Regions from separate parts of the Mus musculus genome. Here all the other regions are linked to region 1. The links are chromatin contacts, called in public HiCAR-type, HiChIP or PLAC-seq and promoter capture Hi-C maps. All regions are on one chromosome and are shown on one strand. The core of a region is the stretch at or near the end of the contact, and the rest is flanking DNA. Distances in the headings are between cores, read along the strand shown. Region 1 holds the start of Mbnl2 (muscleblind like splicing factor 2). Region 2 holds the start of Dock9 (dedicator of cytokinesis 9). Region 3 overlaps Dzip1 (DAZ interacting protein 1). Region 4 holds the start of Dnajc3 (DnaJ heat shock protein family (Hsp40) member C3). Region 5 overlaps Dnajc3 (DnaJ heat shock protein family (Hsp40) member C3). Region 6 overlaps Uggt2 (UDP-glucose glycoprotein glucosyltransferase 2). Region 7 holds the start of Uggt2 (UDP-glucose glycoprotein glucosyltransferase 2).

What was found. Promoter capture Hi-C pulls out the DNA fragments that hold promoters and counts their contacts. HiCAR-type assays count read pairs that join an accessible place to other places. HiChIP or PLAC-seq counts read pairs in DNA pulled down with a chosen protein or histone mark.
Region 2: a contact with region 1 is called in an H3K4me3 HiChIP or PLAC-seq map of pro-B cells, with 5 times the contacts expected there. The contact joins the promoter of Dock9 here to the promoter of Mbnl2 in region 1. A contact is called at or near these places in 2 of 39 promoter capture datasets (the C10 cell line and pre-B cells) and 1 of 115 datasets of contacts at active chromatin or transcription factors (pro-B cells).
Region 3: a contact with region 1 is called in an H3K27ac HiChIP or PLAC-seq map of large pre-B cells, with 3 times the contacts expected there. The contact joins the enhancer-like site here to the promoter of Mbnl2 in region 1. A contact is called at or near these places in 4 of 39 promoter capture datasets (the HPC-7 cell line, hippocampal neurons, liver and 1 more) and 1 of 115 datasets of contacts at active chromatin or transcription factors (large pre-B cells).
Region 4: a HiCAR-type map of astrocytes shows a contact between it and region 1, with 4 times the contacts expected there. The contact joins the promoter of Dnajc3 here to the promoter of Mbnl2 in region 1. A contact is called at or near these places in 10 of 39 promoter capture datasets (the C10 cell line, cranial neural crest, frontonasal cranial neural crest and 5 more), 1 of 484 Hi-C or Micro-C datasets (bone marrow-derived macrophages), 6 of 115 datasets of contacts at active chromatin or transcription factors (astrocytes, embryonic stem cells, extraembryonic endoderm stem cells and 3 more) and 3 of 9 other capture datasets (adipose tissue, embryonic stem cells and macrophages).
Region 5: a contact with region 1 is called in a promoter capture Hi-C map of hippocampal neurons, with 5 times the contacts expected there. The contact joins the enhancer-like site here to the promoter of Mbnl2 in region 1. A contact is called at or near these places in 7 of 39 promoter capture datasets (the C10 cell line, cranial neural crest, embryonic stem cells and 4 more), 1 of 484 Hi-C or Micro-C datasets (the G1E-ER4 cell line) and 2 of 115 datasets of contacts at active chromatin or transcription factors (embryonic stem cells and large pre-B cells).
Region 6: a promoter capture Hi-C map of pre-B cells shows a contact between it and region 1, with 6 times the contacts expected there. The contact joins the enhancer-like site here to the promoter of Mbnl2 in region 1. A contact is called at or near these places in 15 of 39 promoter capture datasets (the 3T3-L1 cell line, 3T3-L1-derived adipocytes, the C10 cell line and 10 more), 1 of 484 Hi-C or Micro-C datasets (pre-B cells), 8 of 115 datasets of contacts at active chromatin or transcription factors (acute myeloid leukemia, astrocytes, cardiomyocytes and 4 more) and 2 of 9 other capture datasets (adipose tissue and embryonic stem cells).
Region 7: a contact with region 1 is called in a promoter capture Hi-C map of stem cell-derived epiblast-like cells, with 7 times the contacts expected there. The contact joins the promoter of Uggt2 here to the promoter of Mbnl2 in region 1. A contact is called at or near these places in 8 of 39 promoter capture datasets (cranial neural crest, embryonic stem cells, frontonasal cranial neural crest and 4 more) and 2 of 115 datasets of contacts at active chromatin or transcription factors (astrocytes and forebrain).

What each region holds. Positions count from the first base shown.
Region 1 is chr14:120,273,989-120,277,882 of GRCm38.p6, forward strand. It overlaps Mbnl2 (muscleblind like splicing factor 2), which reads left to right and starts at 1,681. Exons shown (of 8, transcript NM_207515.2): 1 at 1,681-1,917. All of the region lies in intron 2 of Gm52122 (a long non-coding RNA gene), which reads right to left.
Region 2 is chr14:121,696,202-121,700,095 of GRCm38.p6, forward strand. Dock9 (dedicator of cytokinesis 9) reads right to left here and starts at 2,216. Exons shown (of 54, transcript NM_001081039.1): 1 at 1,993-2,216. The coding sequence starts at 2,112.
Region 3 is chr14:118,888,938-118,892,831 of GRCm38.p6, forward strand. Dzip1 (DAZ interacting protein 1) reads right to left here. Exons shown (of 22, transcript NM_025943.3): 14 at 2,833-2,895; 15 at 319-455. Among named protein-coding and RNA genes, the nearest start is that of Dzip1, 35 kb to the right of the region's middle. Within about 2 kb of position 1,729, at least 11 of the 459 cell types and tissues checked have an H3K27ac peak or open chromatin away from gene starts, as enhancers often do. A contact at or near this core is called in hippocampal neurons, where this site is marked.
Region 4 is chr14:118,936,300-118,940,193 of GRCm38.p6, forward strand. Dnajc3 (DnaJ heat shock protein family (Hsp40) member C3) reads left to right here and starts at 1,633. Exons shown (of 12, transcript NM_008929.3): 1 at 1,633-1,871. The coding sequence starts at 1,790.
Region 5 is chr14:118,981,182-118,985,075 of GRCm38.p6, forward strand. It overlaps Dnajc3 (DnaJ heat shock protein family (Hsp40) member C3), which reads left to right. Exons shown (of 12, transcript NM_008929.3): 12 at 1-521. Uggt2 (UDP-glucose glycoprotein glucosyltransferase 2) reads right to left here. Exons shown (of 39, transcript NM_001081252.2): 39 at 3,804-3,894. Among named protein-coding and RNA genes, the nearest start is that of Dnajc3, 45 kb to the left of the region's middle. Within about 2 kb of position 1,605, at least 84 of the 459 cell types and tissues checked have an H3K27ac peak or open chromatin away from gene starts, as enhancers often do.
Region 6 is chr14:119,005,568-119,009,461 of GRCm38.p6, forward strand. Uggt2 (UDP-glucose glycoprotein glucosyltransferase 2) reads right to left here. Exons shown (of 39, transcript NM_001081252.2): 32 at 3,432-3,527; 33 at 2,496-2,580; 34 at 1,578-1,760. Among named protein-coding and RNA genes, the nearest start is that of Dnajc3, 70 kb to the left of the region's middle. Within about 2 kb of position 1,669, at least 375 of the 459 cell types and tissues checked have an H3K27ac peak or open chromatin away from gene starts, as enhancers often do. A contact at or near this core is called in the HPC-7 cell line, adipose tissue, astrocytes and 8 more, where this site is marked.
Region 7 is chr14:119,097,181-119,101,074 of GRCm38.p6, forward strand. Uggt2 (UDP-glucose glycoprotein glucosyltransferase 2) reads right to left here and starts at 2,254. Exons shown (of 39, transcript NM_001081252.2): 1 at 2,031-2,254. The coding sequence starts at 2,161. It overlaps Gm16835 (predicted gene, 16835), which reads left to right and starts at 1,785. Exons shown (of 7, transcript NR_153786.1): 1 at 1,785-2,895; 2 at 3,108-3,334; 3 at 3,852-3,894.

The DNA of each region.
Region 1 (3,894 bases), core at 431-2,930:
ATCAATTAGCTTTTGTACCATACAGGGAATAGGTCAGGGCTCTGGCCGAGCTGGGAGGAGAACACTAAGAGGCTTAATGTCTCTGGGTGAGAAATGGGCTTGACAGAGACTAAAGTCTAAGTAATAAGATTGTAAAAAATGGGGATTTCGTGTCAAAAGCAGGAGGAGCTGGGGAAGAAGGTAAGTTTGAGATCAACACTCAGGTATGTGTGCATAGGTGTATTAACAGTTTAAAAAGATTTCCACTTGTTTAAATGTAGCTAATTTAACTTTCCAGGAAAAACAAAACAAAACAACAGACTTAACCAAAGCCTATCAAAGATAATATTGACTAGAAATGAAAATCAATATTAGAGATTAAAGTGAAGAGGAGTAAAATAAGATATTCTATTGAAGAAAATTAGTCCACAAGTCACAAGAAATGATGTGTTTTAAGAACACAATTCCAAAATCTAAAAATACCAAAACCATTACATTCTGCCCTGTTACTCCATTCCAGATGCATTCGTTAAACAGTTGCAGAGAGAGAGAGAGAGAGAGAGAGAGAGAGAGAGAGAGAGAGAGAGAGAGAGAGAGAGAGAGGCTCAATCTTTCAGATGAATAGGATCTTTGTTCTTGCCTGTAGTTAGTCACGGGACCTTCATACTTAATTTTTAAGATGCAAAATGTTGTGTTTTGTGGAAGGAAAATGTGTGCTTATTGTGTTTTCTAAATGCCATATGTTTTTGTTTTTGTTTTCAAAGCATGCAGAAATGCTGTTGACTGAGAAGAAGAAAAAAATAACCCTTTCCGTTCTTTTTTTTCTTGCTTTATCTTAGGGAACCTCTGGCATCTGTGGGTCAACCTTTGTAGATTGAAAATGGAGGATGTCCCTTAGGTCAGTGCCATGTGTATTCAGCAGTAAACGCCCTCCAGCAGTCATTGCGGCACTAAAGACAGGATGGGCAACGTATGAGCATTTATCAAATGGCATCTAAGAAGGTTAAGACACAGTTAATCCCCCAGTGGGTGCCAGCCAAGAGCCTCAAAGCTTAATGTAGAGATATCAGTTCTGTCCTTCGGCATCCCCTAATTGAAGTCTCTAGTGCTCTGGAAACTTAGATGGAAAATATATGGGTTCCAGTAAGTAGCCACTGAAATGACAGCTCTCTAGAAAAGCTGTGTGCTGGGGCTTCAAGCATGGTCTGGTCTTCAGTGTGCAATCCAACTTGGCTATAGCCTCCCTCCGTCATGGAAATTGCCTGCAAATGTTTCGTAAGGTATCACTTTGCATGAAAAACACTGAATTGTCTCACAAACGAATGTGTACATCTATGTCAGTATGCTTCCTCAAACGCCCTAAGACTTTAGTTTGGGATCCAATTGGATTTCTTGGCCATCTTAGGAGTTTCGTGATTCCCGGAGTGTTTATGATGCAACTCCCAGCTACGGGCTGGGTGTCTCGAAGCGTATTTGTCTGAGCTACCCCTCTCTGTGCTCTGCCAATTATGTGCCACTTTGTCTCGGAGCTATGACTGCTTTCCTCGGAGAGGGAGATCCCTTTTCCATCAGTATGGACGCACTGTTTTCAGAGCCTGCCAGCGCTGTGTTGCTGTGTCAGTCATCCTATGAGGACCAGTTTCAGACGAGGAGGGCTGACGAGCTGGCCGGGGATTGGTGGGCTGAGCCTGGGCGGGGCCTGTGGGAAGGAAGGGCTGCAGCTCACAGCAACAGAGTTTAGACTGTCTTTGCTTCATCATCTGAAGGTAAAATTTTCCAGCCACGGCCGGCGGCTCGCAGAGTACAATAAACAGGGACGGAGAACTATTTGCATGGACCCCCCTTCCTCATGATGCGGTGGAGAAGCCACGGCCACTCGGTCCTGCCAGATGTTCTTGGGGTTACTGTACATGGGGAAGACGAGCAGAGCTAAACAAGGTAGGAGAAACAACCCCCCCTCCCCAATTTTTTTTTAATGTTTAAAGAGTTTGCTGCAGTATGCTGCATTCCATGTGTGTGCTTAGGGAAGCCAGGGAGACCGATTCCACTAATTCGAACGGAATACTCGCAGGAAACCCTGGAGTTTTACGTAACGTTTGGATTTGAGAACAAGAAACGGCAAAGCTGGAATCTACGCCGCCCGTTTAGGGTGAGGCATTAAAAAAAAAAAAAAAAAACCGAGGTTTTTATTTATTTATTTAAAGGACAGATTTGTTTATTATTATTATCTTTAATTATCTGAAAGATCCAGGCCAGGATTATCTTAAGATAATGGAGGTTTTTTACTGCCAGAGTGGGCTACAGAATAAAGTTTACGTGTTTCCTGTTCTTTGAAAACATACTTGAAATTAAGAATTTAAAAAAAAAATCTGCTTAAATAATCATCGGCTGAACGTTTGGGACGAAAATATGTCTGTTTCTTGGAAATTGGGGGCCACCCTGGTGCTACAGGGCAATGGCTTTAATTGAGTTTCAAAAGCACATTTTAAGCAGCACCAGGGCAGAAGAGGAAGCTTCCTGGCTAGTCTTAGACACTGTGGTTCAATGTTTACATTGCTTTTCCTGGCAGCCTCTGTCTTTGTTTCCAGCTTAAAAGTGGAACCATTATATTCAAAAGTAAGGCTGGGTTAATAATGCTTACTGCAATTATCTGATCTGTATGCATTTTTAATGAGAACACACAGCCAGCAGAATAATTTAATGAGAGCAGGCTAGCTTTTAAAGCTGGGCTCTCACTATGCCCAGCCAGATCAACTTTCTTGCCGAGAAGCAGCGGCTGGAAAGGGTGAAGCAGATTTATTTTTAACACACTTGGCCCAGGAGAAGGGAAGGCTTTCTCTGTGTTAAAGAATTCTTTCTGCCCTTTTCCGTTTTAAATTTCTGCCAGGCTGAGGAAACCGTGTTTTTTTTGTTAGGCCTTGGAAGCATGTGTTTACAATAAATGTGTAACATTTTTAGAATAGTTAGCAAGCACTGAAGCGAAGGGGGGAAAAAAAACTTGCCTAACTGCCACCTCCGTGAATGTTCTAATGTTCTTCAAAAAAGCCTTACTGTCTCTTTAAAAGACAAAGATTAAGTCGGAAAATGTCTATTAGGGCATTTTTATATTTAGGCAGCAACAAGGAACAAAAATTAAATGAGACATTTTATCATCTATGTAAGAGGAAGTTTCTTCCTCTCGTTTGCTCCGTTCTGAGGGAGAGCAGTGCTCATTTAAATAAGGGCAATGCCACGTACCACGGTTTTTACTTTCAAGGAGAAGTGCAGGACACTAGCCCAGAACTCCTGACGTCATCCCCCAACTATTTCTGCTGTGTGTTCTTCTATTCAGCTTGTGGAAAGGAATAGTTCTCTATGTCCAGGCCAGGAACATTCGAACTCCCAGTTGGCAGGACTTGAGTTATGTCTTCCCATTTAAACCCACAGCCCATCCATCCCCCCTCACAGGCCAAATAGGGCAACTTTGCCTACCTGCCTGTCTGCCCAGGTTTTCTGCAGGCTTCTGGCTTGGCTAGAGAAAAGCCATGGCCTGCCTCAGGGAGCCGGATTTCACTTTCTTTCTGGTCTAACTCGCTCTGTGTCGTGGCTCAGTAAGCCTTCCTGTGTGGCCTATCCCAGGGGGTCCCGTCCCAGGGGGTCCTATCCCAGGGGGCCCATTCCCAGCCCCCCTGGAAACTTTACCTAAGGCCCAGGTTATGCTACCAAGTTCAAGGTTGATTGGCTGGTGGGTGACAGCTGCTTTCATAGATACAGCACCGTGTCCTAAGGCAGATGGCTCAAAGGAAATAAAATACACTAGTCCCTGCTGTTAACCCTGTGACACAGGTGGCACTCCTCTTGCACACCCTTGATTGTACGGATCTGGAGAAAGGTTAGTGTTTATTGAGGTTCCTTTTAAAGAAAGAATTTGGGCTA
Region 2 (3,894 bases), core at 966-3,465, 1.4 Mb after region 1:
CGTAATAACTAAATGTTACTTCCTAAATGGACTATGTTCCCTGTGGCTAAACATCTCTCCATATAGTTCACTCAATTACGGGCTCAGGGGTTCTCACACAAGTCCAGGGGCTATCAGTGCTATGCTAATGATCAGCACCCCAACATACTGATCTTGGGTCTGCACACTTTAGAATGCTCCCCTAAGAAGCAAGCTGTGCTCTCAGCAGCTTGCTGCATTCTCATTTGCTGTGAGCAGCTGTCTTCACAGACAAAGAGATTCACCCTGGCTAGGCACCCCCTAAACATCCTGGCTTCTATCTGATATTCCCCTCTTATCTTGTTTACCTCTGTGGAAGAGAAACTCCTGCAGATAAGAAAGTTGTCAGGTTGTATCAGTTTCCTTCCCTCTCCACACCCCTCTGCAGGTGCACGGAACTGGACCACTCCACGGGACCAGAAGTTTCCATGTCCCAAGAATCATTTCCCCATGTACACCTGTAGCTGGCCCAGCCTTGTCTTTTACAATTCCCAGTGGAACCATCTGGACTGAGCTAAACAAGGAACTACAGCATACGCAGAAAACATGAGAACACTAGAAAGAGCAGTCATGTTTTTTTAAGAGAAGTCACTTCTACATTATTTGAAAGAAAAAAATCAGAACATCACTACAAGCTACTTAGTTCTTCCGGTAACGATTTCTGCCCATCCAGAGAACCACGAGAGAACAAACACATTTCAGGATATCCACCCAGGAAACCCAAACCACACAACATCCTTCATCTTCCACTCTAGGATTTCACCCTAGGAGGCATGCAGGTGACTCAAGCCACGATGATACAATGAGCTATCTATCAGGCTTGAAGATAGGGAGCAAACAACTGTAAACTTTATATTCCAGAAAAGGGGCGGAGGCAGTAAATCTGTATGTTAAAAATGAACTGTGTGCGTGTGGCGGGGTGGGGTGGGAGGGGGAGCCAACTTATTTGACTGACTTTCAGTCAAGAACAAGCAGTACAGTTTTGAAGGCGGCGCAATACAAGTAAGTTAACCCCCCTCATCACAAAGGAAAGCGATTCGGTCAGGGTGAAATATGCTCTTGGAGAGTTTAAGCTCCCACCCTCACAGCTGTTAATTGCCAGTGCAGTAAACTGGAAACCAAACACTAGAGCACTAGAGCAGCCACAACTGAACTTCCATGTTTGGGGTGGGGAAAGCTACACAGAGGTACTAGGCACTAGCTTGACAATCCCTTTAACAGCCCGTGTGAAAGGCTCAATTGTCCCCTCGGCAGAGCACGCTGGTGGTTTCTGCAGCTTGCTTTAAAAAATTATGTGCCTTTATTGTACTAAAGAAATTCCAAACGGGAAGCACAGCCTACTCATTGACGGTTAACAACACAATTACTTTACATGGTCTTCCCTTCCAGAGTCTAAGAAGGCACTTGAGTTTGTTCAAACTACTATGGGTTTGGCTAATGCTAAAACATCAACTTTGCTGTCAGCTGAGATTCTTTCTGACTCTGTTCAACACAAACGCCCCTGATAAAAATAAACAAGGGGAAGAGACCGGCGTGCACTCCTCAGCACCTACCTGCCTTGTTTTCTCACTGACATAAATAGACAATGCACAGAAGGGTTTAAGTCTGCAAAATACTTCCTTTCCAACTCCCAGGGTGCTGTTAAAACCCCCGCCCAGTTGACTTCTGAAAAAAAAAAATCGTTGTGGCTAGGTGTGACAAAATTTTTGAACAATACTAAATTGTTTTATGCAAAGCTCCTCCCAGAAACCTGTTCACCCACAAACGTCAACATTTCTTTCCTGAGGAAGGATGGAAGTAGACTTCAGGCCAGTCTATAAGGAAAGGTAGAGATAAGGGTTTCCTAGAGACAGGCGGAGCAAGTCAGAAAGGAGCAAGTCGGAAAGTCAGAAAGAGCAGCGGGATGCGGTGGGTCACTGACTCATTCAGAAGCAGTCACGGTCCCGGGACAGGGCGACAGGACGGGACTCTTACCAATGTGGAGCTCTCTGCCTCCACGTCTGCCTGAGCTGCATCCTTGTACTGCAGGGGGGACTCGATGACCAACTCCTTCTTGTCACTTCTACCGCTCGTCCTGTACTTCTCAGCCTGCATTCTCCACACAGACCACTGTCAGAAAGCCTGCAGCAGGGACAGCTGAGAGTCCCCCACCAGCCGCACCGCTGGCCAGAGAAAGGAAAGGAAGCCTGAAGCCTGTTTCCCAGGCACTGGAAGTGCAGAGCCTGAGGGGTGGGGAAGGCATGACCGAGAAGGCCAGCCTCTAGGGGTGTTACTACAGCTAGGAGAATGGGAGGCTCCTGCTCGCTGGCCAAAGAAAAACAACCCCCAAACAGAACAATACACAGTGTACTGCCTCTGCAATGAAAGACCAGCCTCATTGTGTCTGTTCCACACAGCGTGGGCCAAATCAATGTGAATCCAAATAGTGCAGCATTGAGAAGGAAGCCTGCCGATCCCAGCGAGGCTCCCTCATAAGGACTTCCGATCTGAAGCCCCCAGCTAGGTCGCCTGGCTGGTCTAAAAGTTGCAGTTTCAAAACGCTTTCATTTGTGTTATGGCTAAGCACCAAGAACTTGGCTCCTGATCAAAGCAGGACCAAACGAGCAAGCAAGGGTGTTCCCAGGAGGTACAGTTCAAGAAATCATTTCTCCTTGCAGGACAGACAGCAGCAGACAAACTCATGTATCTGTTTTATGCCAGGGAGATGATACCGTAATGCTGAATAAATTAATAATGCAGCCAAAGCATTTACCATGGACATTTTCTTTGCACACAACAACGTGTGTGTGCCAGGATGTAGTGTGCCCAGTGTTAAAGGATGGAGAAGGTCAGAGTGGAAACGTAAAGCAGAAAGTCTCTTCCCTCAAGAATAGGAAAAAGATGGGAAGTCCAAAGATATCCTGAAGAAGAGAGATACACAGATGTTCTTGCAGAAGTCTGCTATCAGGAGTTACAGAGCCAAAGTTTGGAGCTGAGATGAAAGGATGGACCATGTAGAGACTGCCATATCCAGGGATCCACCCCATAATCAGCATCCAAACGCTGACACCATTGCATACACTAGCAAGATTTTATTGAAAGGACCCAGATGTAGCTGTCTCTTGTGAGACTAGGCCGGGGCCTAGCAAACACAGAAGTGGATGCTCACAGTCAGCTATTGGATGGGTCACACGGCCCCCAATGGAGGAGCTAGAGAAAGTAGCCAAGGAGCTAAAGGGATCTGCAACCCTATAGGTGGAACAACATTATGAACTAACCAGTACCCCGGAGCTCTTGACTCTAGCTGCATATATATCAAAAGATGGCCTAGTCGGCCATCACTGGAAAGAGAGGCCCATTGGACTTGCAAACTTTATATGCCCCAGTACAGGGGAACACCAGGGCCAAAAAGGGGGAGTGGGTGGGCAGGGGAGTGGGGGTGGGTGGATATGGGGGACTTTTGGTATAGCATTGGAAATGTAAATGAGTTAAATACCTAATAAAAAATGGAAAAAAAAAAAAAAAGAAGTCTGCTATCTTTTTTGTTTCCTCATATTCCCTGAAGGAGTAACTTTTTAAGAGATCAACTAGCAAAAATCAAAACACAAGCATCGGAGAGGTTCGCTACAAGGATGCACGAAGGGGTTTGCTACAAAGATGCACGAAGGGGTTTGCTACAAAGATGCACAGAAAGCATGTACTACAGGTGGGTTAAATGTAAAGATGCCCTTCGGGTGGAACCCCTCCCATTTAGTGCCTGTTCACTTCTTTGAAATCAAGACCTGTCTAGTAACAGATACAAATATTATAATAGTCAGTAAATAGCATCCACAGTCTCAATGTACAAAATAGTCTAGGACCAGAAGCCAGCAGAAGAAATGCAGTCCAAACCCACCC
Region 3 (3,894 bases), core at 479-2,978, 1.4 Mb before region 1:
GGAAGACGGAGAATACTGTACAGCGCGCAGGCACACACGCTGGCTTCCTCCTTACTAGCTGCGTGAACCCAGTCAAGTCACCTGATCTTTATATACAACAGAAGTAATAATGACACTTACTCCAAGTCTTATCCCCTCCGTTTATGAACACATTTGTATTTGTTAAGGTCTTAGGAGTGCACCAGGTTCTAGCAGATGCCACCCAGGGTTCTGCTAACCTGAGTCCTCTTAGCATCTAGTCTCTAGATCGTACAGAGTTGGGTCCTGATTTAGAGAAGGGAGCCTAAGGAGCAAACGCTCGGGGAGCGAAGGACGTACCGCGCCAATCCCAAAGCTTCTTAGTTTATTCCCCAGCTCCCGCTCCAGGTTAGTCCTCAGCTCCTGGGGGGATGGGCTGGTGCTCGACGGTTTCCTTAAGGACGTCTTTTTATTTAATTTCTGCTCATTTTCTCGACCTGAAATATGGTTTTATTAGAAGGCAGATTTAAAAAGGATTATACAAACCCATTCCAAGTGGAAAATGAAAACTCACAACTTTAAGTCAGAAAGACTTTAAGGTCTTGGATGTTTTATAATGCCTAGGTCTTTGAGCTTCTGTAACTTTTAAATCTGTGCCAGAACTTCAGTGGTTTCAGACTCCTGACTGCTTACCTAAGTTAGAGTTAACTGGGTTAAGTAGTTGATATAATATATATTTCTTTACTGTTTTATCAGTGAGAGTATTTCCCAAAATGTCTCTAAGATTAGTTAGAATTTATTTTATGATGAAAAAAGGGTCCAATTTATTTAAATTTTCTTTAAGTTTTAAAGAGATAACTTAGTGAATCCTAAGTATATATCAAAGTTTATGTTTATTCTCCCCTTTCAGAGTCTTTACCAAACCTCAAACAGGTTAACAAAGCCTTAGAAAGGGAAACATCATATAATTTAAAACAAACAAAAGCTAAACAAAGAAGCAAACAAACAAAAGGCCAGGTAATACTCTACTTCCCATGTCCAATCTGCCTGTATCTCCTCTTTACCGAACCAGAACAGAGCCCGGCGATGACAGCCGCAGCTCACTCTAGTCTACTTTACCGCCCATGGAAAACATGTCTATTTCAAGGGAGCCTGGAACCTGAGCCTAAAGGCATGGCCCTGCACAATGAAGGCCAGTCTGTACAAGGGAGCTTAAGACCTGACTAAAGAGAGCCATATCTGTCAGGTGACAACCTTAGGGACTGTCCAAAGCCAGATTTGGAAGAAGTTTGTCAAATAAACTATCATTCTGGATTCTACCTCCAAGAAGGTTCATTTCCTTCAAAAGCACTGAACAAATGCCTTCCTCACGCTTGCAAGACGTGTTTCTTCTTTCAGGCTGGCTGCAAGAAACGCCCCCATCTTCCAGTACTCATCTGCCTTAGCAGATGGGACGTGGATCTGTGAAAGATCTTACACAAAATGTCTCTTGCTTAACATGTTCTCCAGATACCCATCTGATCACAGCACTAAGTCATATTCTGTTAAGTTAATGTTTTTTTCTTTCATCTTCTTCTTTTTTTTTTTTTAAGGCAAGGTCTCACTGTAGCCCAGGCTGGCCTCAAAGCCAGTGACAGAATGGTAAGATTACAAGTGTGAGCCAAAATGTTCACCTATTAATTAAGTTTCACTAAAAACAAAATTAGCCAAATTAGTTTGCATATTAAATAGCAAAAAAAGAAACCCTACAGGAAGACACAGTTTTAATATTTTGCTATTCTTGATCGCTCAGCTGGAAATATAAAGTATATATGGTAATGTTATTACAAGTCAGAGGTTGCCTTAAATCTTACACTTTCAACATTTGTGAGGCTGATTAACTGCCAGTGCTTTAGAAAACTCTTCACACACACACACACACACACACACACACAATTAAAAAATAGGACATTTTTCAAGGTCTACATATTGGAATACTTATTTTTTCACCTCTCTTCCTGAGCCAGAGCTATACAAGGAGACCCTGTCTAGAAAAAGAAAAAAGAAAACAAGAAAAAAACAAAACAAAACAAAACACACTCCCAAAAGAACCCAGAGTGTTTGGGGCAGACACCGGTGGTCACCACCCTTGGGAGGGAGGGAGGGAGGGAGGGAGGGAGGGGCGTGATGAAGCAGACTTCAAGCACAGCTGGAATACACAAAGTCCTGCCTCAAAAACAGATTTTTGTAATAAGAAAAGATAATTACACAATTTTTCATAAGCTTTAAAAATATATAAGTAATTTTAAGGAATGCCAAAAGAAATATGCAAGCAAAATCATTCCTCTAAGGCCTCTGACAGCTCCCGCATCGCATACTGTGGATATTATTTGCTCTATTTCGTACCCGGTGCTTACATCCTGGGTTCATTTTTGACGTTAAGAGTGATTAGGGGACGGGGGCTATGGCTCCCAGGCAGAGCCCTGGTCTAGCATGTGCAAGCCCTGGGTTCCAGCCCCAGCACTGCTACAGAACGGTAATCTGGAAATGGAAACGTTCTCATTCGTTTCAGGCTAACACTGTGAGAGGCCACTCTGGGACACACGGTGTCACGTTGTCAGGGATACGATACACGAGCCCCATCTGTATCAAAATAAAGGATTTCTGCTTTTCCGTTTCCTGACATAAGAAATCTCTCATTAACTTACCCGCAGAAAATTCAATCAAGCAGAAGATTAGGGGACCAAAATAACAAAATGCTGCACATCACACAGGTCGAAACACACAATCCACATCTAGGCGGCTCTTGCTTTCAGTACCGTGCGCTATACAGCGCAGACATGCACTACCAAGGTCCAGACCCGAGTGAACAAGGAAACCCCAAAGCTTCGTTACCTTTTTCCTCCTCTGAAGAAAGTTCTTCTATTGGTTCCAGTATGTGTGAAGAGAACACTTGCTCTGTCAATGAAGAAGAAAAGGAGTTACACGAATACATTTGTTTGCTTCCAAATAATTTATACAGACATACATAGGTATATACAAGCTACTATATGCACATATCCCCCGATATATTTTGCCTAAATAGCAAAGATCTATTGGGAAATACTAAGGCAATAACTTCTGATTTTATTATTTTAGTTTATTTATTTATTTATTTATTTTTAAAGATAGGGTCTTATATAGCTGAGGCTGGCCTTGAACTCTCTTTATAGTGAGCAGTGACCTTTAACCTTGATCCTGCTTCCACCTCCTACACGGTTGGGTTGTGAGCATGGTCCACCATGCCTGGCTGAGGCGGCAACAACTGGCCACTTTTTCAGGAACTCTCCGATTTCTAGGTATTCTCTATTAACTTCAATTATTTTTAAATTACATATTTCGAGGACTCAAGCCTCTCATGCCTTAATCTCTCGCTGACACATGAGATACAACTTAAAAAGTTCTTTCCCATGAGCCATCTGTTTAAAATACAACAGCAGAGATAAAGCCAAGTAGAAGCCAGACCGTCCGTCCAAGAGGGACGGATTAGAACTTCATAGCACACACCTATGCCTGGCCACCTGCTGGAACTCTTAACTTTTGGCTAGGAGAAGCTGGCAAAGATGAAAAGAGCGAGTAAAACTCGAGTGTGAAGCAAGAGCGGGTAAGCAGTCACACGGAGACACAATCTTACAGATATCCAAGGCCCCAAACTCCAGCTCTGTCTTAGAGAGCCCCCAGGGCGAGGCTACAGGCTGGAGATGAGCCTGGCCTTACAGTAGGGTGAAGTGGAGAGAGCTATCCCATCTCACCCAGGACATGAGTTGGAGACTGGGAAATACGATGCCCGGTTGACTTTTACCAGGGACATGACTTTTATCCATCTGCACAAGGAAATCTGCCAGGAGCTCTATCAAACCAAGCCCCATCCTGGGAAGGGATGAAAGACACATGGGGAAGGTGCTGGGGCAGGGGCCG
Region 4 (3,894 bases), core at 383-2,882, 1.3 Mb before region 1:
CAAGTCCAGCCCTTTACTCAGAATTCTCCAGCTTTGGGGCTGGGCTTCCCTTCCTCCAGAGGCGCTTCCCTATATAACCCAGCCGTTTTGGCCAGCCATCTTTCTTTTTCTTTTTGGTAACCTTTGCCCTCTTGGCTGCTGCACCTGGTTCCCTTCCCCCTTTTCTCACACAGCTCAGGGCCATGTCCACTCTCCCAGATGTCTCTATCTCCCTTTTACCTACACCATACCTAAGAGCAGCCACGTCCTTTTTTTCATTCAAAAGTCATCATAATGTGTAAGTCCTTGTAAGCATGAAGTAACACTAAGGTATCAAAAGCTTTGAATAACAAACCCACGTTATTTAGCGATGTGTAAAACGTTGCTGCCATATAGTGTCTGTTCAAACAGAGCAGCTATGGGCGTAACCTACCTGATTAATTTAACGACAATCTTGTCCAAGTTCTTATGTCTTTGAATGAAATAGGCACAGTAAAGAAACCCAAATAGACACTTGGTGGGTGTATAAGAGAAAAGTTTATTCCAAACTAAGGTCATTGCTTGGGAAAGCAGAGGGCTAATACTGAAGACTGAGCAAGTAATGGGTAGGGACTTTGTTATGTAGGGTGAGCTAAAGGCACTGGAAGCATTTTAAGGATGCATCAATAGATACTTAGTCTAGGGCAGGAAATAGCCCCAGAAACCATTAAGCCAACCTAAAAAAAAAAGTGATTCTGGAAGTTTCTTTGGCGAGACTGAGAGGACTGCGGATTTTAAGAGAGCCACCCAGACCAACTGTGAGACTTGGTAGAATGGCTCTTGCATCTCTGATCCACTAGCAGACCTCAATAGTGTCAGGTCCCCCAAGAAATTCCTTTCCCCCAGGTAGGGCATCTAGACAAAAGCCAGCATTCCCTCGGGGTGGTGGTGGTGGTGAAGATAGTTCCTACTTGCTAAGTGGAGTTATTCTCCTATCTCTGGGAAAAGGGACATTTGGCTCTTCCATTAACTTATGACAGTGGGGTCTATTAGCCCGTCAAGGTCCCATATAACCCAGAAGATAAATCCCCACCATCACCCCAGCCCGCGCAGCGCTTCTCTCTGCTTTCCCGAGAGACAGCCTTCGCAGTTTGGAATAAACTTTTTTTTTCCCCTTTTCACCCACGGAGTGGCTATTTGGGTTTCTTCCCCCATTTCATTCAAGAAGTCCAGTCATCTCTCTCGGACGTCCCTGGAGACTTCCTGAGACTCTCTGGCCTTACCAGCCCAGGCGGCGGCGCCTTATCCCCCAACACTACCCGAAGGAATCTGGGCTCGCTCCAGGAACCCGCCGCCCCTGCCAAGCCAGCCCGCGAGGCCGGCCCAGAAGGGCTCTAGGGCCCGCGCATGCGGACTCGGCGGCCGCAGCCCGGCCTCCCCAGCCTCTTCCTCCTCGGCGCTCGGCGGCGGTTTGGAGCCCGCTGACAGCTCCACGACCAGCGGACGCAGCCTCGTCTTGTGCTTCCACGTTATCCTATCAGAGGCGGGGCGGGGCGCCAGCCCCCACAACCAATCAGCGCCAACCACGACCCGGGCGAGCTGGGCCGCTCTGTGGCCAGAAGGAAGGCGATTGGGCGGCGGCGGCGCCCGGGGCGTGGCTCCGCGGGCCCCGCCTACCGCTGTTTTCCGCCGCCGGGCGCCAGCCGCCGCTGAGGCCCGAGCGCTGACCGAGCGAGCGAGCGAGTGGACGGGGCGCTTCGCTGCGGGCTGTTGGCCGCGCGGGCTGCTGGGCCGCGCACCTTCCTGCTCTTCGGCTCAGGCGCCCTTGGACATGGTGGCCCCCGGCTCGGTGGGCAGCCGGCTGGGCGCGGTGTTCCCGTTCCTGCTGGTCCTGGTGGACCTGCAGTACGAAGGTGAGTCCCGCCCTGCTCCCGGGGCGGGCTTCGGGTCCCGGTCCCGGCTGGGAGCGGCGCTCCGGGGCGCGAGGCTGGGTCCGAGCCCGGTTCCGGTTCCGTGGGCTGAGAGGCGGGACTGGCGGGCCGCGCGCGCGAGGCCGGTTTCGGCGGCCTGGGCCAGCGCAGCCGGGAGTCCGGCGTCCGGGGGACCCTGGATCGGGGGTGCCGGGAGGAGGCGAAACGGCGGCATGCACGGGACGGGTCCCGGTTCCGGAGTGGCGGGCCAGGGCCCTTTCCGAAGCCAGTCCCATTCCCTCACGACCCCGCGTCGGGCGCGCAACTTAGGCTGGTGCCTGGAGAAGCCCACCTCTGGGCTCGGAGCTCCCGGCGCCTAACTTGCTGGGCTGGCTGTGGCTTCACAGTTCCCAGCAAGGCGACATTCAACTTTGTCCCCCCACTGACGTTACTTTTTCTAGTCATCGCAAAAAAAAAAAAAAAAAAAAGTCTCTTAAAAAAAAAAATAGGGAGCGCTTACGTTTCACCCTGGGCTCCAGACTGGAATGTTGGCTACTCCCAACAGAATAGCAAAAAATAGAGGCCTGTCCTATCTTGGGTGTCAGAGCGGGGAGGAGTTAGACATTGAAGCCCCAAATGCCCACTGAACTTCCCAACTTGGTTACGGTGCTGTAGTGACATCTGTCCTGGGCACTGCTCTGTACTCATTCCTGTAAGTCTGGGGATAGTTGTCATGGAAAGAGTAAACAGTTGAATATTCCATTTGGAGGGACTGAGGAACTGAAATTGGGAACAGTTTATGATGAAACCATCATAGAAGTCTATGCGGGTTTCTTTCTTTCTTTTTTTTAAAGACATATGCTTAGGTTTTTAACCATTAAAGGTATGGTTTTTGTTGGTTTTGGCTTCCTGATCACCATACGTTCTTTGAACCCCAAATCAGAATGTGTACTGTGGCAATATTGAGACCAATAATTTGATGTTGGAGCCAGCCTCAAAAGTGAGGGGATTGGAATTTGAAGGCCTGGACCACTTTAGTATGGGTCATATGTTCTAACTTTCTTTCATTTTCTAATTCTTTCCATCTGCATTGATTGTGCCCAGTTATCATTAGTGACTTATTTTAGTAACTTAAGGGAAAGTTGTCTATGCTCTACTTAGTGTCGATTTAACTTACTCTCCAGACATGGGAGTGCTTATTTTTGTTTGCCTTACCTCATCCAGGAGCTTGTAGATCAAGCACCTTATTCGAGTTTCTGTTCTTTGCAGGATTAGGACTTTTAGCATTTCATCTCTCTACTGTGGTATTTCTATAAGAAAACTCCGAGTTTTCCCGTCAGGAAAGCACCAGTGGCCTCTCTGAGGAGAAAGCCAGTGTTGCTTTTCCAGGAGTATTACCTGTGCAGAATGGCAGGTGATGGAGAAGGAAAGAGCATTTCTGTAAGCCAGCTCTTATTCCACAGAGATATGTGATAGTCTCTGTGTTACACATCTGGGAGCTGGTGTTCCAAGAGCTTAATGAAAATTTATCTTGGGACTGGAGAAATGGTTAGTGTGTTTGTTGGCCTTGCAGAAGACTGGAGTTGCATTCCTAGTACCAGATCAGGATGCAGTGAGTTAGTTGTAATTACTCACAACTCAGTCTTCTGGTTCCACAAGCACCCAAAGAGGGGTGTGTGTGTGGGTGGGGGGTGGGGAGAGAGGGAGAGAGGTGGGGTATGAGAGAATGAGAGAACACATGCACACACATGAGCCCTTGTGTGTGTGTACACAGAGTAAAGAAAATCTTTAAAAATAAAATTTACCTCTGTATGAAGGTGGGAACAGGAAATTGTACATAGCATTCACTTCAAGCATTTTAAAGTCGGACGGCCGAGCAAAATCAGCCTTTTAAGTTAGCAATAGAAAGTGACAGGGGGGGTGGTTTCCTGGCAGGCTCAGTGTAGTGGTCTTCCCAGGTGTGCTGGCTCATACCTGTGATTTCAGCAATCAAGAAGCTAAGGCAGGAGGATTATCATCAATTAAA
Region 5 (3,894 bases), core at 355-2,854, 1.3 Mb before region 1:
TTTGCTTGACTGTACTGGACTTTGCTGTAGGAGGAGGGAGGGAAATGGTAATCGCTAAGAGCTCATCTTTTCCAGATCGTATCATTTCTCTTCTATTAGTGGCAGAGTTGATTCTGTAATTTCAAATGATGTTCAAAGGGGAGGTATTTTTTTTTAAACAGATGATCTCATTTGCTGAATGATTTAAGAGTAAAATTTAGCCACTGCGTGGCTTTGTGTATAGTAACAACAGGTTTTATTGCACTATCTATGGTTGAAATACCTGTGCAAAGAAATGCAGGGCACAGGGGAGGTAAAAATTCAAGATGTTTGATACGTTAAATTATTACTCTTAAGTTTATATTTGTTTTAAATGGGACACATCTTACTTAATCCATCTCAATTTAGTGTTTTAATAAAAAAAGAACTAAAATTATTTCAACTTGGGCTTACATGTGTCAATATGGGCAATATGAATATGGGCAATATTTTTATGCCCGTGTATTTTCACATTTAATAAAAATATTTATGGTCATATCCACTACTTGCTTCTTATTCATGTTTAGCCTTTGACTTAAAATTTTAAGAAAGTCCATCTTAGAAGTCTGTTTCTACCTTTATTTCACACAGCATCAGGGACAGAGTTGATGAAGGGCTTTCATTTATGTGAGTTTGCCAGGAAGAGCAGAGAACACCATGCCCTAGAAAAGTGGGACTTAAACTAGGTTATTCTTTCATTTTCATTCTGAAGTGTAACAGGTGGCTTCGTCTGACACAGTTCACTTGTGTCATGGTTACAGGAAGGGCATGCATGGTACCATAGCTTCTGGAAACAAAAAAGGCAGTTTTACTAATTTCAGTTATATATTTTATATTGAAGGAAAAACAAAATACTTAAATTTATATAGAACTTTTATAGAAAGGTTAGAAACTTCTGAATCCATAGTGGTAGTGTTGATATCATGACAGCAGAGATGTCAGCAGGTAAATGAGGCTGGCGCTGCCTGACAGAGAAACAGAGGGGACATAGTATTCTTTCCCAGAGCCTCTGGCTCTCCCTCAGCAGACACACACACTCCCTCAGCAGACACACACACACACACACACACACACACACACACACACACACACACACACACGCTCGCCCTCAGTTCCGGCGCTGCCTGACAGAGAAACAGAGGGGACATAGTATTCTTTCCCAGAGCCTCTGGCTCTCCCTCAGCAGACACACACACTCCCTCAGCAGACACACACACACACACACACACACACACACACACACACACACACACACACACACACACACACACACACGCTCGCCCTCAGTTCCGGCCAACTGTTTTCCCAGAGCCTCTGGCTCTCCCTCAGCAGACACACACACACACACACTCCCTCAGCAGACACACACACACACACACACACACACACACACACTCCCTCAGCAGACACACACACACACACACACACACACACACACACACACACACACACACACACACACACACACACACACACACACACACACACACACACACACACACGCTCGCCCTCAGTTCCGGCCAACTGTTTTCCCTCCTCCTGTGGGAGGGAGCTGGGTGCATAGCAGACAGACTCTGAGCATCTCAGCATGCACACTTCCTGCTTTTGTCTGCTTTAAGCCATGGCCCTAAAGAAGCAAAACCCAAGCAGGTTCAGTGACCTGCCTTTGGAAATCCCTCTCTCACGGGAAATGTTGTAGTTCCTCACTTCTCTTCAGTTGCTTTCTTTTTTCCATTTTGTAATCATTCTTTCAAAAAGCCTGCCTCGGCTCCCTGAGAGTCTGATGCTCGCGCTCAAGCCACCATCCCAGCTTCATCGTTGGTCATAAACAACTAAGCTGTGAAAGTCGGTTGCTTTCAAACTCTCTTCATTTCCTTGGAGCTTTGCTTTCACTTAAATCCACTACAGTAAGAGTGGTGGAGATAAAGGCTGGGGCAGCACCAGAGTTCTCGCTTCTCACACGGAGTCATCAGTACCTTTGAGTCCAGCACTCTGGTGCGTTAGTCTATGTTGTTGTTCTGGAGTGTCCGTGGATGTTGTTGTTGGGTTTTTTTAAAGACGGGGTTTCTTGGTAAATCCCTGGCTCTCCTGGAATTCATTCGGTAGACCAGACTGGCCTTGAGCTCAGAGATCCACCTGTCTAGGACTCCAGAGTGCTGGGTAGAAAGGCATGCAGCACCACCGCCTGGCCTGGGTAAATGTGTCCTACTGTTCTTTAGGGCTGGAGAAAGTAGAAACTACTCAGTTACAGAATGTAAAGGTTCTCTGTCCCCCCCCCCCCAGGAAACACCATAACTAAGCAACCCTTATCTTACCTTCCCACATCACTGTTCATCACTGCAGAAAGTCAGGACAAGAGCTCAAACAGGGCAGGAACCTGGAGGCAGGAGTTGATGTAGAGACCATAGTGGTGTGCTGCTTATTGGCTTCCATAGCCTGCTTTCTTGTAGAAGATCAGCCCAGGGATGGCACTACCCACAATGGGCTGGGCCCTTCCCCATCAAGCAACAATTAAAAAAAATGCCCTACAGGCTTGCCTATTTTATGGAGGTATTTTCTCAGTTGAAGTTCCTTCCTCTCAGATAACTTTAGCTTTTGTCAAGTTGACATAAAAGTATCCAGTTTAATTGACCCCTTATCAATTTGACATACAAGCACATCACTGTAAAGCCGCTACCTTTTTTGTTCACTTCCAAGATCACACATTAATGCAAACATCACAATATAAAACATTTTACAATCTTACAAATTCAAACACTTTAAAAATCCAGTCTTAAAAAAAATCCAGAGTCTTAAAATCATAAGTCTTTCAAGTTAGGCCCCTATAGTGTTAAAAAAAAAATCTTATTTCAAGAGGGAAGAACCAGGGCAGAGTCATAGATCAAAGCAAGACACAACTCCACCTGTATAACTAACTCAATGCCCAGTGTTCACTCATGATCTTCTGGACTCCTGCAGGGGCTTGGGTCACTCCCCTGCCTCTGCTCTCTGCGGCACACACAGCTTGTCCTCTAGGCTCAGACCAGCTCCACTGCACAGCTGCTGCTGTTGCTGTTTGTCCCGTGCTTCTGTTGACTCCAAAACGCTGGGGTCTCTGCTGCAACTGGGCTGCACATTCCCTAGTAGCCTCTCCTGTGCCCTCTTGATGGTGCCACACCTCAGCTGCTCTCCCTGACCACTTCATGTCTTTAGGAGGAGCAACACCTGGGAGATGGACATTGCTGAGCTTGGCTACCAGCAGGCTGTACAGCCTCTAGAAAGCAGCTTGTGTGTGACATGGGGAACACTTCCTACAAGACCACTTCAGCGATCCAAAACCTCTAATCATCTCCCCTAAGACAATGTGGTCAGGTCTGCCACAGCGTCAGCCCACTCCGGGTGCCGATTTCTGTCCTAGTTAGGGTTATCAATGGGTGCCATGTAACACAATAACCGAAGCGAGTTGGGGAGGAAAGGGTTTATGTGGCTTACACTCTCACAGTGTTCACTGAAGAATTTCAGAATGGGAACTCACATGGCAGGGACCTGAAGGCAGGGGCTGATGCAGAGGCAATGGAAGGGTTCCTCATGGCTTATTCATTTTGCTTTCTTAACAGAACCCAGGACAGCAGCCCAGGGACGGTGGAACTACCCTCAATTGGCTTGGCCCTCCCACTATCAATCTCAAGAAAATTTACCTGTAGGCTTGCCTACAGCCCCATCTTATAAGGACAGTTTCTAAATTGAGGCTCCCTCCTCTCAGATGACTTTAGATTCTGTCAGCTTGACATAAAACTATCCAACCCAGGTCATTTTATTTAAAAATGTCCTTGCAAAGAAAGACACAATTCAAAAAATCTGGATTTTCCAGCATGTTACTCATCTAGAAATGAGACA
Region 6 (3,894 bases), core at 419-2,918, 1.3 Mb before region 1:
GCATGAATATTTTCGGAGTTGATTGTGACAAAGAGTTGGGCCCGGCCAGAGTGTGGGTATATGAATGTTTGAATGTATATGCGTCTGTGTACATTTGCCTGTATACAGCATCTTAATTCTTTTTTTTTTTTAAAGATTTATTTATTTTATTAATGTAAGTACACTGTAGCTGTCTTCAGACACTCCAGAAGAGGGAGTCAGATCTTGTTACAGATGGTTGTGAGCCACCATGTGGTTGCTGGGATTTGAACTCCTGACCTTCGGAAGAGCAGTCGGGTGCTCTTACCCACTGAGCCATCTCACCAGCCCCAGCATCTTAATTCTTTTCCTTTCCTTCCTCTGTGGTTCACAAAGAGTTAACCAGCTTAGCCAGAGAGGCTTCTGGCTGCTGACTCACCAGAGTAAGGAGCCCAGCAATAAATTTTTGCATTTAGTCCCCTGCTGTTCTACAATGAGGTGATAAATAGTCTCTGGCCTCAGAGCTCAGACGGCAGTGGCTTAGACTTCACCCAGGCAAGGGCCCTGCTCTCTTCTCTGCCGTCTTTTCCTCCCGGTTGGCTTTTGTTTCCAGGTGGCCTCATTCGTGCTTCTGCACTGAGCTCCTCATCCTCCTGCCTCACTCTCTGCAGTGCTGGACTTAGAAAAAAAGCTGCCCCCATCTCCACTCCATGCTTATCAGCAAATTCTAATATAAAACCTGAAAATACACCTTTGTCCTTGATATGTCGTTTATATCCTGTGAATTCACTTTATATACACGAACACTTAAGTATTCCTGCATTAGAAATTCTGTACACTTGTCAAATATTTTCATGATTACTGATGACAAATATCCTGAAATGAGCTAATAATTCTATACATACAGATTTGGAAATGAAGGTGGCTTTTCATTATCTCCAGCTAAATTTAGAGCCTTTCCTAAGTAAGTCATGGACAGATGGAAACTTGATGGTTTCACTGTTGATGGTGGACGCAGGAGAGAAGGGCCACACTCACCACTCACCGCTAACCTTCCCAGCAAGTCAGCAGCTAGAGGAAAACCCGTGCATACCCGCGCAGGTGCGCGGAACCCGTGCATACCCACGCAGGTGCATGGAACCTGTGCATACCCGCGCAGGTGCGCGGAACCCGTGCGTGCCCGCGCAGGTGCGCGGAACCCGTGCGTGCCCGCGCAGGTGCGCGGAACCCGTGCGTGCCCGCGCAGGTGCGCGGAACCCGTGCGTGCCCGCGCAGGTGCGCGGAACCCGTGCGTACCCGCGCAGGTGCATGGAACTGTTTTTATAACGAATAATGTACACATGTCTTAGTTTTACTTGCCAAATTATACAATAATAATAATGGCTGTTTCAGATAGGAACTGCCATGTTGTACGCAGACGGTACTTCTTGTCACACTTTCCCGTCTGCGCACGCTCTGCTAGTGTGTTTTTAAACTCCAGGTTCTTAGTGGATATAAAAAATGTCGTGTCGTGTATGTCTAAAAACTAACAGTGACAATCAATGAGCAATGCAAATCCTCATGTTCATGTTCAGTTAGATGCAAAGCAAGCTTTAGTAAAAAGTAATCGCTCTTGTTACCTGGTCAGCATCAACAAATATGACTTTGTCCACAGCCAGTGGGAAAAGGACATCAAGGAAAAGGATTTTGTAACCCCAAATGATTCGCTGCTTGTCAGTCTGTTGATGAAGCCAGTGGGGCCACTTATACTGCACAAGCTCATACTGGAATCCATATTCCTTAGCCATGTGAGGAATTACCTCCTAGACACATATAACAAATCAAACAATACATTTTAGAAGAAGCTTACTATAAATCATTATAAAGAAACTGAAAACTGCTTAAATACTATTCTAATAAACTTGTTCCCAAGCTGAAAGGGAGTGTGTGAAGGAGGAAGGGGAGGGAGCGGCAGCAGACGTGTCTGTTGGAGGAAGTACGTCACTGGAGGCGGGCTTTGAGAGTGTTGAAAGACTGCTTCAAGCTTGTGGCTCAGCCTCCTGCTCCAGCTCACGCCCACTGCTTGCTGCCTTGCTTCCCCAAACAGACTCCTCAGGAACTGAGACAGACAGGTAGTTAGGCCAATGACCTTCTGGCTGGAGGGAGGGCCTGGCTACTGTGAACAGAGCAAAGCTACAGGCTTACACCTGCGCACTCACCAGTGTTTATGTTATGCACGAAAGCACCGTACGAAGAAGAAACAGAGAGAAAAAGCAAACCAGAAAGGAAAACCCCGTTTTGAAGAGGCATTACTTTTGCCATGAAGTGCTGCAAGGTTTTTATCCAGAGAATGGTTTTTCTAATTAGTGATAGCATCTGCTAGGACGGATCCTGTATTGTGTCATCTCAGTCCATGTGTTTTCCACTCCCATGCCCTATTTGGCAAATACACATTTAAAAACCTCACATTGAAAAGGGAAATGTTTTCAGAGATTACAATGGTAACAAAGAAATTAGTATCAAGCTTTAGCCACATTGTAAAATAGCCATGTGCTTACTTTAAATGTTGGCGAGAGGTAATTCTTCAGAAACCAGAACTTCACGGGAGTTTCGGTGTTCCGCAGAACAGAAAGCATCATAATCCTAAGTCAAAGGACATGGAGACAAATACAGGGTAACTTATATTCAGAGGCCTTTAAATGATGACTTATGAATACACATTGTGAAATATGTAGAGGTAAACTAAAACACCTTCAGACATTATGGCTGTGACAATAGGCAGTGCATAAGGATGTAAGGGTGCAAATATCACAGAGCCACTGTGTGATCAATACAAGGCTTTCAGAAGAGAAGGGACTGGTGCATTCTGGGACTCTGCCATGTGGTTGCTTTACCCAGGCCTTTCAGTGAAGGAGAGAGGCGCGCCCCTGAAAGTGCTCTCTAAAGCACCAGGATCAGAACTGAAATATCTCTGAGGCATTCTTTGTGGTCCTTTATATAAACTCTTAAAAATATTCTTTAAATTCTGAATACCATCTTCTTCTTCTCCACTGACTTCGTTCTTTTTCCAAATATGATATTCCTTCATGGGAAAGGAAAATTTACAATATATATTTTTTCTCATTATCTTGTTAAATTCAACGCATTTCTAACATTAATTAAAACTATTCTAAATCAAATCAAATTAATAAAATTTAAATGTATTTTAAAACTTACATGTAAAAAGCAAGCTGCTCACTGGTGTATACCTTGTTAACATTTAGGCAAGAAGAACGCACAAACCCAGTGGATTTGCTCCTCCAGGGGCCTTTGGCAGAGAATATAAATAATAATAATAATAAATAATAATAATGGCGGGTATGAAAATAAGCTAATACTTTGGCAGAAACGGGAAAAAAAGTTTATTTCCTTTTGAGGTTCATTCTTTCATTTTGCTGAATTCCGATCTGTGTAAATGTGTAACTTTCTGAAACTATGAGAACCTTCTCACCTACCTTAGAAAACGCTCATATAAATGGCCAGAAGCAACTGAAAAAATGTTCAGGATGTCATTTTCCTTTTTCTCATCTTTATGCAGACTTTTTGTGAAGCTTGTAATAGAAATACATGACAGTGAATTATTAGCATTTATTAGTATATATTATAACTGTAACATGTAAATAATATGCATCAAAACACCATTACATTGAATAGCCATCTGTGCTGACAGTTGTGAGATATTTATATTATAGTATGTTAAATGTTGGGGGTATCATTTGAGCTCTGTGAGCTTTTGTAGACATGGAATGAAATTAAACTTTTTCCATTTTCCATAGTTACATAAAGTTTTGTGACTTCTAAGAGTTCTTTTGAGAATCAAGAATGAAGTACAGCCTGCCATGTTCATACCTCGTGTGCTGGATCTTAAATGACCAATAGTGTGGGAAGCAACAATACATTAAGCAGAAGTGTCAGTCA
Region 7 (3,894 bases), core at 1,004-3,503, 1.2 Mb before region 1:
TTCCCAGTGCTGTTGTAACAAGTTGCCAAAACTATGGTGGCTTCAAAAACAAAGACATTCTCTTATGACTCTAGATGTCACAGGTCCAAAATCAGTGAATGGATGGTACTTTAGTACTTTTTAAGACTCTAGAAGAGACTGTTCTTGCCTCTGCTCGTTTTATTGGCTTCAGATGCTGTGACTTGAGGCTACTTAACTCCAATCTCTGACTCTAACCTTGCATGACCTTCTTAAGTATTTTTATGTGTCATGACCCTGGACTTGGGGCCCACTAAGTTAATTAAAAATGCCCCAATATTCTCAATTAGGTTTGCAAAAAACTTGACCATTGACAGATTTGGGCGTTAGGATGTGGACATATCTTTGTGGGAGTTGCCATTCAACCTACCACAAAGTAAAGAGGGTGTCAAATTTGGCTCAGACTAGGTTGTCAAAAGCTTTAAGGAACATTCTACAGAAGTGATAATCTGGAATTCATGAAACTAAAACACCAACAATACAGCTAACTGTTAAAACAAACAAACAAAACAAAACAAACAAACAAACAAACAAACCCTGCAGGAGATGGGGAAGAAGAAGTGTAGGAGTCATGGGGGTGAGGCCACCACCACAGCCCACAGAATCAACTAAGCAGGATCATAAGGGCTCACAGAGACTGGAGCAGCAACCACCAAACCCTTGTGGGTCTGCACTAGACTTTTTGCATATATGTTATGGTTGTATAGTCTGGTGTTCTTGCGGGACTCCTAACACTGGGAGAGGAAGTCCCTGACTCTTCTGCCTGCTCTTAGACCCTTTCCTCTTACTGTGTTGCCTCACTCAGCCTTTTGTGGCTAGTGTTACTGTAACTGGCTATGCCATGTTCAGTTGATATCCTGAGAAGCCTGCTATTTTCTGAAGGAAATAGGGTTCTAGGGGAGATGGGAGGTTGGGGAGGGAGGGGAAACTGCAGTCTGGATATATAGTTTAGGAGAGAATAAATACATAATAAAAAAATTGACTGACTGGGACTAAATGTAGGATCCGGTCCATGCACTGCCAGGACGCACTGTAGATAAGAGGAAGCAGATACATTTGAGCTAGAATCTCCTAGTCAATAAACGCTGTGTGCCATCAAGTAAAGGCAAGGCAATATAGTGGTGGATTTTTCCTTTGTTTTGTAGAACCATGGGATGTTGTCTTGTAAATTCATAAAAAACAGTTACAAAACTGCTTATGCTCAATATTAAAGAACTAAATTTGAGACAAAGTTTCCCTTTTGTAACTTCAGACTAGCCACAGACTCATGTAATCCCCAGGGATTACAAAGGTGTATCACCATGAGAAGCAGAGTTGCCATTTCTGCTTGCGGGATTACGATTGTCTGCTTTCTACAAGGTAACTAAACAGAACGGAAAACAAATCCCTTTGGATGAGATATTTGGGGGGGAGGGTGTAACCGAGAAACTGCCTTCTCCACTGTTAATTTTGGATATAAATCAAAATTATACTCCAAAGCACTATCTGCTGACTAGAACTTTGCAGAAGAGCTTGCACTAAAGGCCACATTCTGCCCTCTACATCAACAAGAGCGCAGGAACAGGAATAAACTTGGGACACAGAAGTTTTAAAAATCGTAGGTGCGTGGGAAAGGTGGGGCGAGTGAGTGGCAAGAGTTGTCCAGGGACCATCTAGAGCATTGGTGCTATGGGTGTGGGGGGGCGCGGGGTGGGTGGACGACGAGATGAAACCCTATCTGAGAGCCTCTGATTAGGTCTGAGGGGATGGAGTGTGCGGCTCGGGACGCTAAGGGGGCGCGGGCTCGCTCCAGAGGACTGCAAATCTAAGCGGATGCTGGGGTCAGGCGGGAGAACGCCTCGGATTGCCGTCAGGACTGGGCGGACACTGGATCTGAGGGGACATGGGACTGTGAGCGACCCTGAATCGCGAGGTCTGACAGCATCTTGCGGGAGGGGATGTCTCAGGGATGCCGGGTCCCTCCGCCCGCCGCCACTCCCCGGCCGCGGCGCTAGCCGGGCCTGGGCACCCACCTGGCCTCCAGCAGCAGCGGGGTCTCGGGCCACTTCGCAGTCAAGTGGGCGGTCACCGCCTTGGACGCAGTCGCCGTGCTGGCGCCGAGCAGGGCGAGCCACAGCGCGACGGAGCGCAGGAGCAGCCTCATCCCCTTCGTGGCTCTGGCCCGCACCAAGGCACGCCGAGGGAAGCGCGAGACGCCACGCTACGGTCTGGTCCTCCCGGTGCTCCGCCGTCCACTTCCGGTGGGGGGAGCTGCAGTCCGTTAGTCCGCCGGTCGTGGGCGTGCGCATGCGTGGCCAGCGAGGTCCAGGGGCGCAGTGGGGGGAGCCCCCGGGTGGACATCGGCCCCTTGCCTACGCAGGGCCGCCGCGAGGATTTTCGGAGGGTCCGCCGCCGGGTCTGGGGAACCCAGCCTTCCATGCCAATCTACCGCTAGCTGGAGCTGCCCCAGCCCCGCTGGTCAGGGACCCTGGGTGAGGGCCAGCTTTCCGGTTAGCATCACCTGGGGGGAGCAGGAGCGAGAGTAGGCCTCAAAAATGACGTAAAAAGGCGCAGGCGACTCCTGTGTGCACTGTTGGGAGAGCTGTGATTTATCTATCTATCAGTGGGCTTTCCCTGCTCTCTGGCTGGTTCTGAGGGCTGGACCTCGCTCCCCGCCACTGCCACCCCCACCCCCCAGGATTCAGTGGTCTCCTGCTGCTATCAGAAGTGGCATCTCAGGCCTGCCACTTGCTTTTGGAGTTGGGTGCAGAAGTGTCCTGACTCTCAGCCCCTTGGAAGGCCCAGGTGATTCCTGTGCCCCACAAGACTGAGAGGCGCTGCTTCAAGAGATTACAGCTGAATAGAAAAAGAAAAGTCGGAAAATGATAGCAGTGAAATGTAAGAGAAAAGTGGGGAAAAAGTAGTTCAGGAGGAGCACAGAGCCCTTGCTTCCCATTTGTGTACACCTCTGCTCTGTGGGTACACCCCATCTCTTCCAGCTGCCAACACACACACACACACACACACACACACACACACACACACACACGAGACAGATGAAGAGAGGCAGAGAAAGAGAGAAAGCACTCCATTTACCCTCACGTGTTTAGTTTTCTTTAGAAGATGCTGTTCAAAAATCTGCTCAGGTGAATCTCGACGCCAAAGTGGCACCTTCACTACTGACTTCTCTCCCAGTGACTCTTTTGTCAGCTGTCGTGTCGCTGGATTTTCACTTTAGGACCTGAACGCAGAACTTACTTACTTCCTACTGTAGATGGCACTTTTCTCTGAGGACTCATGCCTCACTCATTTCTGGAACAATTTATGCCGAGGATCAGTAAGTATCGAAAAGGCCTGGGTAGGTCCTGGGTAGGTAGACGGGAAGTTTACCTAAGGGCGCCGAACTTGCTTTCCCGTCATGGAGCCTGAGGAAAAGTATATTGTGAATCCTTAACATGTTTTGTTTTCGTTTTTTCATTTTTGGTTGAGATGTGGGATAGAAGGAAATCAGATGTTGACAGAGCCAGCCTTAAATGGCAGCATGTCTCATACAATGCCAATCTTTACTCAAAAAAAAAAAAAAAAAAAAAAAAAGACTTGCTGTATAAGTCACATGCAATATATTATTAAAGGACATAATAAACTCAAGTTAGAAATAAGTTAATAAGATAATAACTAAAGTTACATACTAAGAATCCTAATTCCTGTTGAATTCAGAGAAGTGGACATGCTACACCATTGGTTTGGAGAGAATGAAATTCACTTAATAGTGACCATTCATTCACACAATTACACACTTTATCTCTTACGGTATTTTCCTAGAACGGAAATGACTTTAGAACATTTTCTCACAGAGACCATCTCTCCAGGGCTGTTTCTTTGCCTGAAGATAAGAGG